2 separate regions of the Hordeum vulgare genome follow, and region 1 is linked to region 2. The links are chromatin contacts, called in public Hi-C maps. All regions are on one chromosome and are shown on one strand. The core of a region is the stretch at or near the end of the contact, and the rest is flanking DNA. Distances in the headings are between cores, read along the strand shown. Region 1 holds the start of LOC123448798 (protein REDUCED WALL ACETYLATION 1-like). Region 2 holds the start of LOC123448797 (pentatricopeptide repeat-containing protein At1g08070, chloroplastic-like).

The links. Hi-C and Micro-C count contacts between places; a contact is called where the count stands out from the background.
Region 1: a contact with region 2 is called in a Hi-C map of leaf, with 6 times the contacts expected there. The contact joins the promoter of LOC123448798 here to the promoter of LOC123448797 in region 2. A contact is called at or near these places in 3 of 6 Hi-C or Micro-C datasets (leaf and seedling).

Annotation. Positions count from the first base shown.
Region 1 is chr4H:419,595,509-419,600,348 of MorexV3_pseudomolecules_assembly, reverse strand. LOC123448798 (protein REDUCED WALL ACETYLATION 1-like) reads right to left here and starts at 2,816. Exons shown (of 15, transcript XM_045125816.1): 1 at 2,626-2,816; 2 at 1,435-1,526; 3 at 1,047-1,181; 4 at 901-957; 5 at 748-820; 6 at 269-427. The coding sequence starts at 2,694.
Region 2 is chr4H:419,179,721-419,185,113 of MorexV3_pseudomolecules_assembly, reverse strand. LOC123448797 (pentatricopeptide repeat-containing protein At1g08070, chloroplastic-like) reads left to right here and starts at 3,578. Exons shown (of 6, transcript XM_045125814.1): 1 at 3,578-5,393. The coding sequence starts at 3,907.

The sequences.
Region 1 (4,840 bases), core at 1,567-4,066, 420 kb before region 2:
TGCTGAGAAGTGGTGCTCTGCTAGCAGAGAGATCAAAACCTTGCTGGTTGCAAATGGATGCCCTTGGTTAATCAGCTTATTTACAACTAACAGGTTATAAATGAAGGTGAAGGAGGTAAGCAAGTAAGCACTGCAGGATGGCAGTTACAACTGAATAGTCAAAACATTCTTGTTGCACAAATCTGATGCATTAATATTCATGCATGATTGGCAGGTAGTAGAATAAAAGCCAGAAAAATGCTAAAAGGAAGATGAACTATGAAAATACCTGCATCCAACCCTTCCATTCTTCTGTCTGATGCCTATTCAAATATAGTATAGATTTTCCAGTGAATGTGGACTTATCTTGGTGGATCTTGAAGGAAGTAATAGCTGCTACGATGATAAGAAGAAAATAGAGGAAAAGGAAGAGATCTCGGCTGTAATTCTGTAGATACCAAAAAAAAAAAGTTATCCAATTGAAAATAGCAAATTGTGCACACACCTTCTATGCAGCTTCTAGTATTTTGCATTAATTTGAATAAGTGAGAAAAGCTGACATGTTCTAAGAATCTGATTTTTTACCAGTATGTTACATAAGGACATCAAAGTTTAGCATAAGATTCTACAGAAAAACAACATACTAAAGCATCAGGAGACCAAGAATCTGAAGGCCATTTACAATAGATAATAATGTCATATAACTATACATTCAGATGGTGTTTAAATGTGGGCATACATTTCTAGTAAGTATCTGCATAATAGTACCTTTCCAGATTCCCCGAATATATTTGTGCGGTCACATATGTAAAAGTAAAGTAGATGGCCTCCAAGCTCAGATCTGATAGACCAATAGCAAGCCGGTCAGCAGAATAATGCAACTGGACAAGTATCAACAAATACAGAATGCAATTAGATTACATTGCCCTCAGTGTCAATCGATGCTCCAGAAGAAGTGTCTGGTCCATACAGAAAAGTCTGTGGAACCAACCAAGTCAGTGCATTTGAATCTTGATATCTTAAACAATCATTTATTATGCCATCGAGAATTATAGTTCACAAGCAACCTGAGCATCTGTGATGTGAAAGAAGCATAAACTGGCTTTGCACCAGCTACTTGACCACCCTCCTCCAGTAACATTGTTTGATCCTCTCCTTTGTTTGAGCTACTATCCATATCTGATAAATTGATGTCCGAGTGTCTACTGACAAAGAGAACGAAACATTAATTCGGATAAGAGTCCTTCTAGAAAGTAGTGTTTCATGAAAACCAACATGTAATGGTGCCAATACTAAGATGGAAGAACAAAATAGATCAACCCCAGAAAAAGTAAGTTACATTGAGCTATGGACCAATGTACTTGCAGCATAAGCAGAGATTTCTGCTCAGAGACCACATTCCAAGGGGAGATACCACTTAGCAGCATTCCCATGATCAAAATAGAATTTACTCACGTTTTAAGTGAAGCAGCATTCTTCCTATGAAAGAGAACCTCCGCATACACCCAGGCCGCAAGAACCCAAAGAAATCCCAGAAAAGCAGAAAGCTGGGATGAAGTACAAAACAAGTTCTGTCAGTTCCAATGATCGATGTCCCAAAAAATAAATAAGTTATAGTATCTGCAATAAAAGATATAACTTCATGGGGGGATAATAGCATCACTATGCATACTTAGTTAGGGGGAGTTACAAAAAGCCTTCTAGACATGCTGTTTAAACTTCAGCCCTTGTACTATTGCAATCCACAATACTCTAGAGTTTTGCATACTAATTAATTGGCCCACTGAACCTCACACCGGTTACTAAACTCAAGGAACAATCATGTATAGAAAACAAGCACATCAACATTCAATCCAATAGACTGAATAGTGAAACCTATAAAGTGGGTTAGCATACACTCACTGAATCACTAGTATGAGCATATATTCACCAAGAATACAACAGAGAAATCCATGCTGATCTTAATGGCTATCTTAACATCTGATGTCTCCAGATCTACATCCCTCATCCATCAATGTGTTCGTACAGCTTAAAAATCCAACCCAGATTAAATACTACCATTCCAAGACACACATCAGTAATCTGTCCTGAATGAGGTTAACTGGTTCCCCTCCAATCAGAATAGCACTAAATCCTGACCTACGGGCAATACTTGCACATTGACAACAATAACCAACCAAGCGCGAGCGCAACACAGTCAGCAACCATTTCACTGACCACAATCCTGAGTGAGGTTAACTGGTTCCCCTTCAATCAGAATAGCACTAAATCCTAACCTACGGGCAATACTTGCACATTGACAACAATAACCAACCAAGCGCGAGCGCAACACAGCCAGCAACCATTTCACTGACCAATCTCGGAATCCGTCAAATAAGACAAAGCACGGCTGAATCCCATGAGGAAATTCTACAACCATGCCATCTCCAGCACTTCTTTTCAACCACCTAGATAGAAAGCGCACCCTGCAGTCTTGTGCCCCCCCCCCCCCCCCCCAAAACCACCACCACCACCACCCCTAAAATCCCCGCCATCACCACTCCAGCCCCGCGCCAATCGCCTCCAAGCTCCAGCAAGCACCCAAGGAATCCGCATGGAGCAGCAATGCCGCACCGACACCGGATCGAGGAGCGATTTAGGGCTCACCTGGCCGGGCGTGAAAGAGGTCGAGGCCGCCATGGCGAGCCCACCCGCGGACGCGAGCGCCTCCGCCATTTCTACAGCATCCGCCAAGCTTTGGCGCTGGGATCCAAACGCGAATCGGAGGAGAAGGGGGCAAAAATTAGGTAACCGAGAGAAAATAAGCGCGGCTTTGCGTGAGAGCAAAAAGGCCTCTCCGGTTTAAAGCGGACGGCGAGGTGGGAACGAGGATGGATGGAGGTACGCGTGATACGACGGACGGAGAGTCGCGCAGACACTGCATGCGGGGCCACCGGCGATGGACAACGGGACCCACAGTCGGTGCGATTTGCAAGTGACAGTCTAACTGAAAGAGTTAGGTTAGATTTAGGTGGGAAAGATTTCTCGTCTTTTTTTTTCTCCGGCTACCTAAAAATTAACTTCCAAGGTGTAATAGATGGGTGAGCATCACCTCTAGGTGCTACTAGCAAAAAGACCCGTGCGTTGCAACGGGAGAAAAAAAATATTATAATCTCCAATGATGATGATCACATTATGTTCACACATCATCACTTGATTTTAAAATTTTATGCATAAAAACAAGAAAATATTTCTTCTTTTAAATTTATTCACAAGTTGAAGCAAGCTTTACATTTTAAAGAAAATATATCATGGTTGTACAAAATCTTGGTAATTGAAAGAATTATTCTGAATTTCAAGAATGTTTTATAGAAAACATGCAATAATAATCCGATCCACCCGGCACAAACATTTACAAAAAATCATGTTTTTTTTATTTTAAACGGGTTTTAAGTATTTTATTTTGAATTGGTGAACAATTCTAGCATAGACGAACATATTTTCTGAACTTGAAGGATTTTTTTAAAATTCACAAACATTTTCTGAAGCGCATGAAATTTTTCTGAATAAACAAATATTTTTATAAATCAGTAATCTATTTTCTAAATTCACGGACATTGTTTTTAATATGTGAAAATTCAAGGTATTTACACCTCAAAGAAGCATCGGAGGAACAAAATAGAAGTATATCGCAGGACTAACAATTTGATGGCCTACATGATTCACAATGTTAAAAAAACCTGCATGATGATTCACATCATTAACTTGCGTGCAACAGGAGATACGTACGTATAATATCGTAAAAGTTAGGGTTTGTTCTGTAAAATGCGGACAAAACGGATTGCGGGTTGATTTCATGAAAACAGGAAGGTCTTTTTGCAAGACAACAAAAAAAGGTTCGTGCTTGTCACTTATATCCGGACTACGGGTTGATTTGTGGAAAACGCAAGGGTTTTTCTGCAAAATGACCGACGACGTACGGCAGAAGCGCTACGCGTTTTATTATTAGGGGAGAAGAGCAACTTCAACGGGCGACCCAAAATGGACGACGATTTTGTCCGTTTGGGTCGGTCAGACGAAAATGAACGTCCCCTTCCGCGTTTGGGTCGACGCATGCGCCCAACGCTGGTCCAACCTATTTTGTCGGCGCGAGAAAAAAAAAAGAATACACGCATATTTAAAATAAAAACAACATTAATTAAACATTAAAGCCGGTCACGAAGGCCGGCGAGAGTCCACTCGTCCACATTTGCATTTAAAAAAAATAAAAAACAAACTAAACTACGAGGCGTCGCGCTGCCCTAGGCGTCGTCATCGTCCTCCTCGGGGTCCGTGAGGTCGATGAGCGTCGGCCCAGGGCCGGCCTAGGGAAACGTCGTGTTCCAGAGGGCGTTCATGTCGGGCGCGGGCTGTGCCGCCGCGGCCTGGCGCGCCTCCTCCTCGGCCTCGCGCTCGAGCATCTCGAGGTACTCGCCGTGGTAGCGCTCCTCAGCCAGTCGTTGCTGGCGCCAATGTTCGAGGTACGCCGCCTCCTGCGCCGGCGTCGCCCCAACCCAGACCGGTGGCGCGCTGACCCACTCGCGCAATACTCCCGTCCAGGAGTAGCACTCGATGGGGGACGACTCCGGCTCCGGCTCGGCTTTGACAAGGGACGGCGGGGTCACCGGCGGCAGGACGCAGTCGCCTGCCGCGGAGAGGGCCATGGCGTGCGCCATGGCCGCCTCCTCTTGCTCGGCCGCCGCCGCCCTACGCCGCTCGTCCACCTTGCTCTCCCGGTAGACCACCGCAAGGGCCGTCTGGTCCTCCTCGCGGACGACGAGCGGGGGCGGTGGCACGGTGCGGTCGACTTCGTGAACGTTGCGTCACCTAGCGCTCCTCGTGC
Region 2 (5,393 bases), core at 2,329-4,828:
CACGGTTTAAAAGAAACGAGCGTTTTAAAAGAGTGACATATACTCTAAATATGCAAGATTACATATGTTGCAACAAAAGTGCAGAAAACATACTAATATGGTGGGCAACAAAATATGTGTAGCCAGGGATTCAAATCCTGGTCTACTGGGTAAAACGAGATGGCACTAGCCACTCAGGCTACTGCATCTAACTTGGCAGAAACATAAGGAAAACCTAAACAACCTAACGTATCAAAAGGATAACCAAATACAAAGCTCAAGATCGAGGGAAGGGAACTTCTCACTTCAAACAACAAGGCCATCGTCCCTGGCGTCGCTCGAACTTGAGCTACGGGGCGAGGACGGCGATGGTCCTCATCTGAGCGGTGGAGGATGGATGCAGGGGCTGGGGATGGTCAGATCTGACCGGGTCTCGTCCTTGCCGAACGGGGCGGATCCAGGAGCATGGGCGCGAGCTCGGGCGGCAGCCAACCATGGTGCTCCGCGTGTTCGTAGATGCAGAGAGAGAGAGAGAGAGAGAGAGAGGGAACAAGGTGAGTATGAGCAGAAGAAGAAACAGGGAAGGAGAGGAGCACAAGTCGAGTGGCACCGACTGATAGCAAGGTCAACAACGGGGCATCACTGGTGGAGTCCGGCGGCTCGTCGGCCGACGGAGGCGTGGATTGGGCTCAAGGGCGCCATGGCTGTGCGGACTCGGATTCAAGACGAGGGCGCGACGACGGCTTGCCTGCACTGGGCTCGAGGGATGGTGGCGCGTGTGGGAGGCTTGGCTCGGGCGACGAGGGGGCGGGGCTGCGGGTGCTCTAGCTGTTGGATCGAGGCATGGCTCGATGCAGGAGGTGGCTGATGTGCTCAGTGGTTGGCTGCAGGAGGATCAACGATGGATGGATGGATTTGGCTGGCTGGCTTCGACTTGCTGCAGTGGATCTGGGGGGATTGGCTGGATGGGAAATACTAGGTGGGGTGGCGGCGCTGGATGGGACAAGGGAAGATCCCTAGGTTTTGGTCTTACTGGGCTAAGTGGATCCATATATAGTAAATGGGTTTAGGTCCAGGGGCTATTTGGACCCTCCAACTTAAATTGGACGGTCGAAAATAACTAGGTTAAGGGTCCAATGAACAAACCGACGACGGCTTGCAGTAAAACGGGGTTGATCTGGACTCAATGGTCACAACCGCCCTGTTCGGGTTCCGGGAGGTTTCTGGACTAGGTTGCGGGCAGGTCGGTGCATTGTGCAGAGGGGCTAGGCGGGGATGAGAGGGAAAATGAGCAACCGGCGACATAGTTTAAAATACCGAAACGCTCGCGATTAGACTAGCTATAGTGTCGCTATAGGTTTAACGGTTGGGGTATCAAACAAACTCCGATTGCGACAAAAATTGACAGGCGGCATACCTACACTATATTAAGACCGCAAGCCAATTTCAACCCAATCCGAGAATATTTTATACACACTTTTAAAAACAAGTATATTATCGATGCCGCGGGCGCGTGCGTGTGTGGTTGGTCTCGAAACGGTCAATGACGAAAACGGAGAGAACCGACAAGTAATAACTGATGCAAGTTTTGAAAATTGACGGCAACGAAGTGCTGATGCAATGCGGATGATGCGCATGATGCAATGATGAATGCGACAAACAAATAATTAACACGACGACAACAGAATAAAAGGAGAATCTTGTGGAGCATCGGTCTCGGGCTGTTAGAGGACAGTCCACCAAGTAAGATTTGACCCACCCCGAACCACTTTTTTTTTCTTTATTCTTTTTTCTCTCTCTTTGCATCTCCGTCATTCATATATGTAAACAAACATATAGAGAAAAAATGAGGTTGCATGCACGGGCAATGAGCATTTGAAGTGTTCCGGACGTAGACATATAGAGTGTTAAATTTATTCAGATCAATTGTAGATGCTCTAATATAACGTTGTAGCTAAAACACCTAGCAGGCTAGAATTAGATTTTGCGACTCATCTTACAACTACATTGCACACATTACGGTGCTAAAACAAGTACCGATGCTCTCTTTTGCTAATTCAAATATTTTGTATGTTGTTCTTAAATTCCAAGCAACTTATTTTTCACATTTAATGTTCATATTTCATATCATCATATATTCATAAAATAAATCAGTTTTATAATATAAAAATGGACGGACGTGACAACATGCCTGAATGGCTGAGTCTTGTGTGTTGACTATCCATTGGTCTTTTTTGAGTGTCACAGTAAAAGCATTGCTAAATTCGTGGTATAAAGAAGGATTGATTCAGTTTATAAGAAAAATCAGACTAAAAAACATATAAAAGTTGCCAACCGGCTTACAACGCACAACCACATGCACAACAACAAGGACAAACCTTGCCTAAACTTTGTCAAGATGGCGAGAGGTGATGACGCAGAGCCACAAGACCGCATCACAACCGTAGCAAACAACTTAAAGTATAAACTAAACTCCAGGCAATCACGTGTCAGCGTACAACCCATCCATGTCGACGAAGAAAGTGACGAGTGGACAGCAGGACCCGACTGGACCTGAGGTAAGCGTCGTCGAAGAGATGCCGCATCAGTGTACATTGAGCCTTAGGGGCCCACACTCTAGGAGGAGGCCAACTCTAGCACTAAACACTGTAGTGGGACTCCGCGAGCACCCCGAACAGTGCCTCCAAGAAGGTAACGACGCCATAGCGTCGTCAGAGCAACTTTAATGGGGCGGCCCATTTCGTCCGCCGCCGTCCGTTTGGGTCGGCGCGGACAAAAATGATGGCCCAACGCGCCGACCCATTGTCAAAATGCGTCCGCTTCGCGTCCGCGCCGACCCATTTCCGGCCTAAATTTGGAACTGAAATGCGCCAACACGGACGCGAAGCGGACGCGCGCGCCCCCTTTGTGTCCGCCCCCAACCACCGCGGTCAATATAATTTATGACGGCCGCCATCCTCGGGCCCACGCGTCGGCGACCGCGGCCGGTCTTTTTTAATCCGAGCGTGCGGTGGGTTCCGCCATCTGCTTTCAGAAGCCCGCCCGTCCACATCTCGTCACCCCTTTGTTTCCTCATCGACGACCCAGCAGCCATGGACAACGGCGACAACAGCGTCGTCTATTCTAGTGCGATGCTGTCAGAGGAGGTCGCCTACCTGCAGGCTACGAGGGCGATGCACCTGGCGCACTAGCGCGCCCGTGCTACGCCCGGCTTCTTCTCGAACACCCTCGTTGTCCGCGCCAGTGCGCTTCTTCCACAGGAGGCGTCTACCTTAAAGCTCAGATGGCGATGCAACAGGCGCGCGAGCGTGCCCGTGCTGTTGCGCCACCGCCGACACCAGCACTACCCGCGCTGGCGGAGCCCGTCCCCGCTCCGGCACATCCCGACCTCGACGCCGCTGCCGAGGACGCCTAGGTTTTTTTCTTCTTATTTTTCATTAATAATGTAACGCGTGGACTCTCGTCGGCCTTCGTGGCCGGCTTTTTTAATATTTAAACGGTCATTTTCGTTAATATTATGCATGTTTGATGCACGTCAACAAAAATGGGTCGAGCCAGCGTTGGGCACATGCGTCGACCGAAACATCGAAGCGGACGTTCGTGTCCGCCTGACTGACTCAAACGATAAAAGTCGAACAAAATCGCCATCTGTTTGGATCGACCCGTTGAAATTGCTCTCACTGTCTGAACCAACTTGCCGGATTTCCCCCGTTGCAGGGAAGAAGGATAATAAGGAACAGCATCGGAGTAGTTCGGTCTGGAGTAGTTCGGTTTTGGTTGGGCTGCACAGTACAGCAACACAGACTGAAGAAAGGGAGGGAGAAAAATCAACTGACCCAAATTACTTTTTCAGACAACTGACAAATAGCCTACGCGCAAAGAAGTCCTAACCTGCAGCTGGTGGCGCTTGCCGCCGTAGCGCCGGCCATGCTCACGGTGTCTCTCCTAGACGCGCAACTCGCTCGGTGCTCCTCCGTGCGCCATCTCCTCCAGATTCACGGCCAGTTCATCGCCTCCGGCCTCCTCGCCGATGCCTTCGCCGCCAGCCGCCTCCTCCTCTTCACCTCCGCTACCCGCCTCCTCCCCTTCCCAATCCACCATTCGTTCCGCCTCCTCCGACTCGTCCGCTGCCCCAACGCCTTCTCCTGCAATACGCTCCTCAAGGCGGCCCTGCTCGCCGGGATGCCGCACCTCTGCCTACCACTCTACACCTCCCTGCCGGCGTCCCCCGACACCTACACCCACCCCATCCTCGCCGCCGCCTGCGCCGCCAGGAGGGACGTAAGTGAAGGCAGGCAGGTGCAGTCACACGCTATCAGGCACGGGTTTGGTGACGATTTGTACCTCAGGAACGCCCTGATGCATATGTACTCTGTTTGCGGCTGCCTCTGGGACGCACGCAGGGTGTTCGACGCAGGGCCTGTGTGGGACGCTGTTTCGTGGAACACCATCCTGGCTGCGTACGTGCATGCAGGGGACGTTGATCAGGCGGTTGGGGTGTTTGCACGGATGCCAAAGCGGAATGCCACAGCGGTGAGCTCCATGGTGTCATTGTTTGGGAGGAGGGGTATGGTGGAAGAGGCAAGAGGGGTGTTTGACGAGGCTGAGTGCAGGGATATTTTCACGTGGACTGCCATGATTTCATGCTTTGAGCGGAACGACATGTTTGCGGAGGCGTTGCACATGTTCTCATGCATGCGTCGAGAGATGTGGCCTGTGGATGAGGCGCTGATGGTCAGTGTAGTGGCCGCTTGTGCACAGTCGGAAGTGATTCGAAATGGGGAACTGTGCCATGGACTGGTTATCAGGGCTGGCCTTTGTTCACTGCTAAATATTCAGAATGTTCTGATCCACATGTACTCATGTTGCCTGGATGTTGTTGCAGCACGGAGGTTGTTTGACAGCGGTGACTGCTTGGACCAGTTCTCCTGGAACTCGATGATAGCAGGCTATCTAAAGAATGGTCATGTCGAAAATGCAATGACATTGTTCAGTGCAATGCCTGACAAGGACAATGTTTCTTGGAGTACAATGATCTCTGGCTGTGTGCAGAATAACCAATCCTCACATGCGCTCACTGTCTTTGATAACATGCGAGCCCAGGGAGTCAGGCCCGACGAGGTTACTATTGTTAGTGTTATATCTGCATGCACTAATCTGTCTGCTTTGGAGAAAGGAAAGTCAGTGCATGATTACGTAAGGCAAAACAAATGTTACATCACTCTTGTACTTGGGACTAGCCTCATTGACATGTACATGAAGTGTGGATACTTGGAAGCTGCAATGGACGTCTTCAACATAATGGAAGAAAAGGGAGCACCTTGCTGGAATGCTGTCATTGTAGGGTTGGCCATGAACGGCCTTGTGACGAAATCCCTTGAGATTTTCTCAGAGATGGAAGCATCCAGCACTGC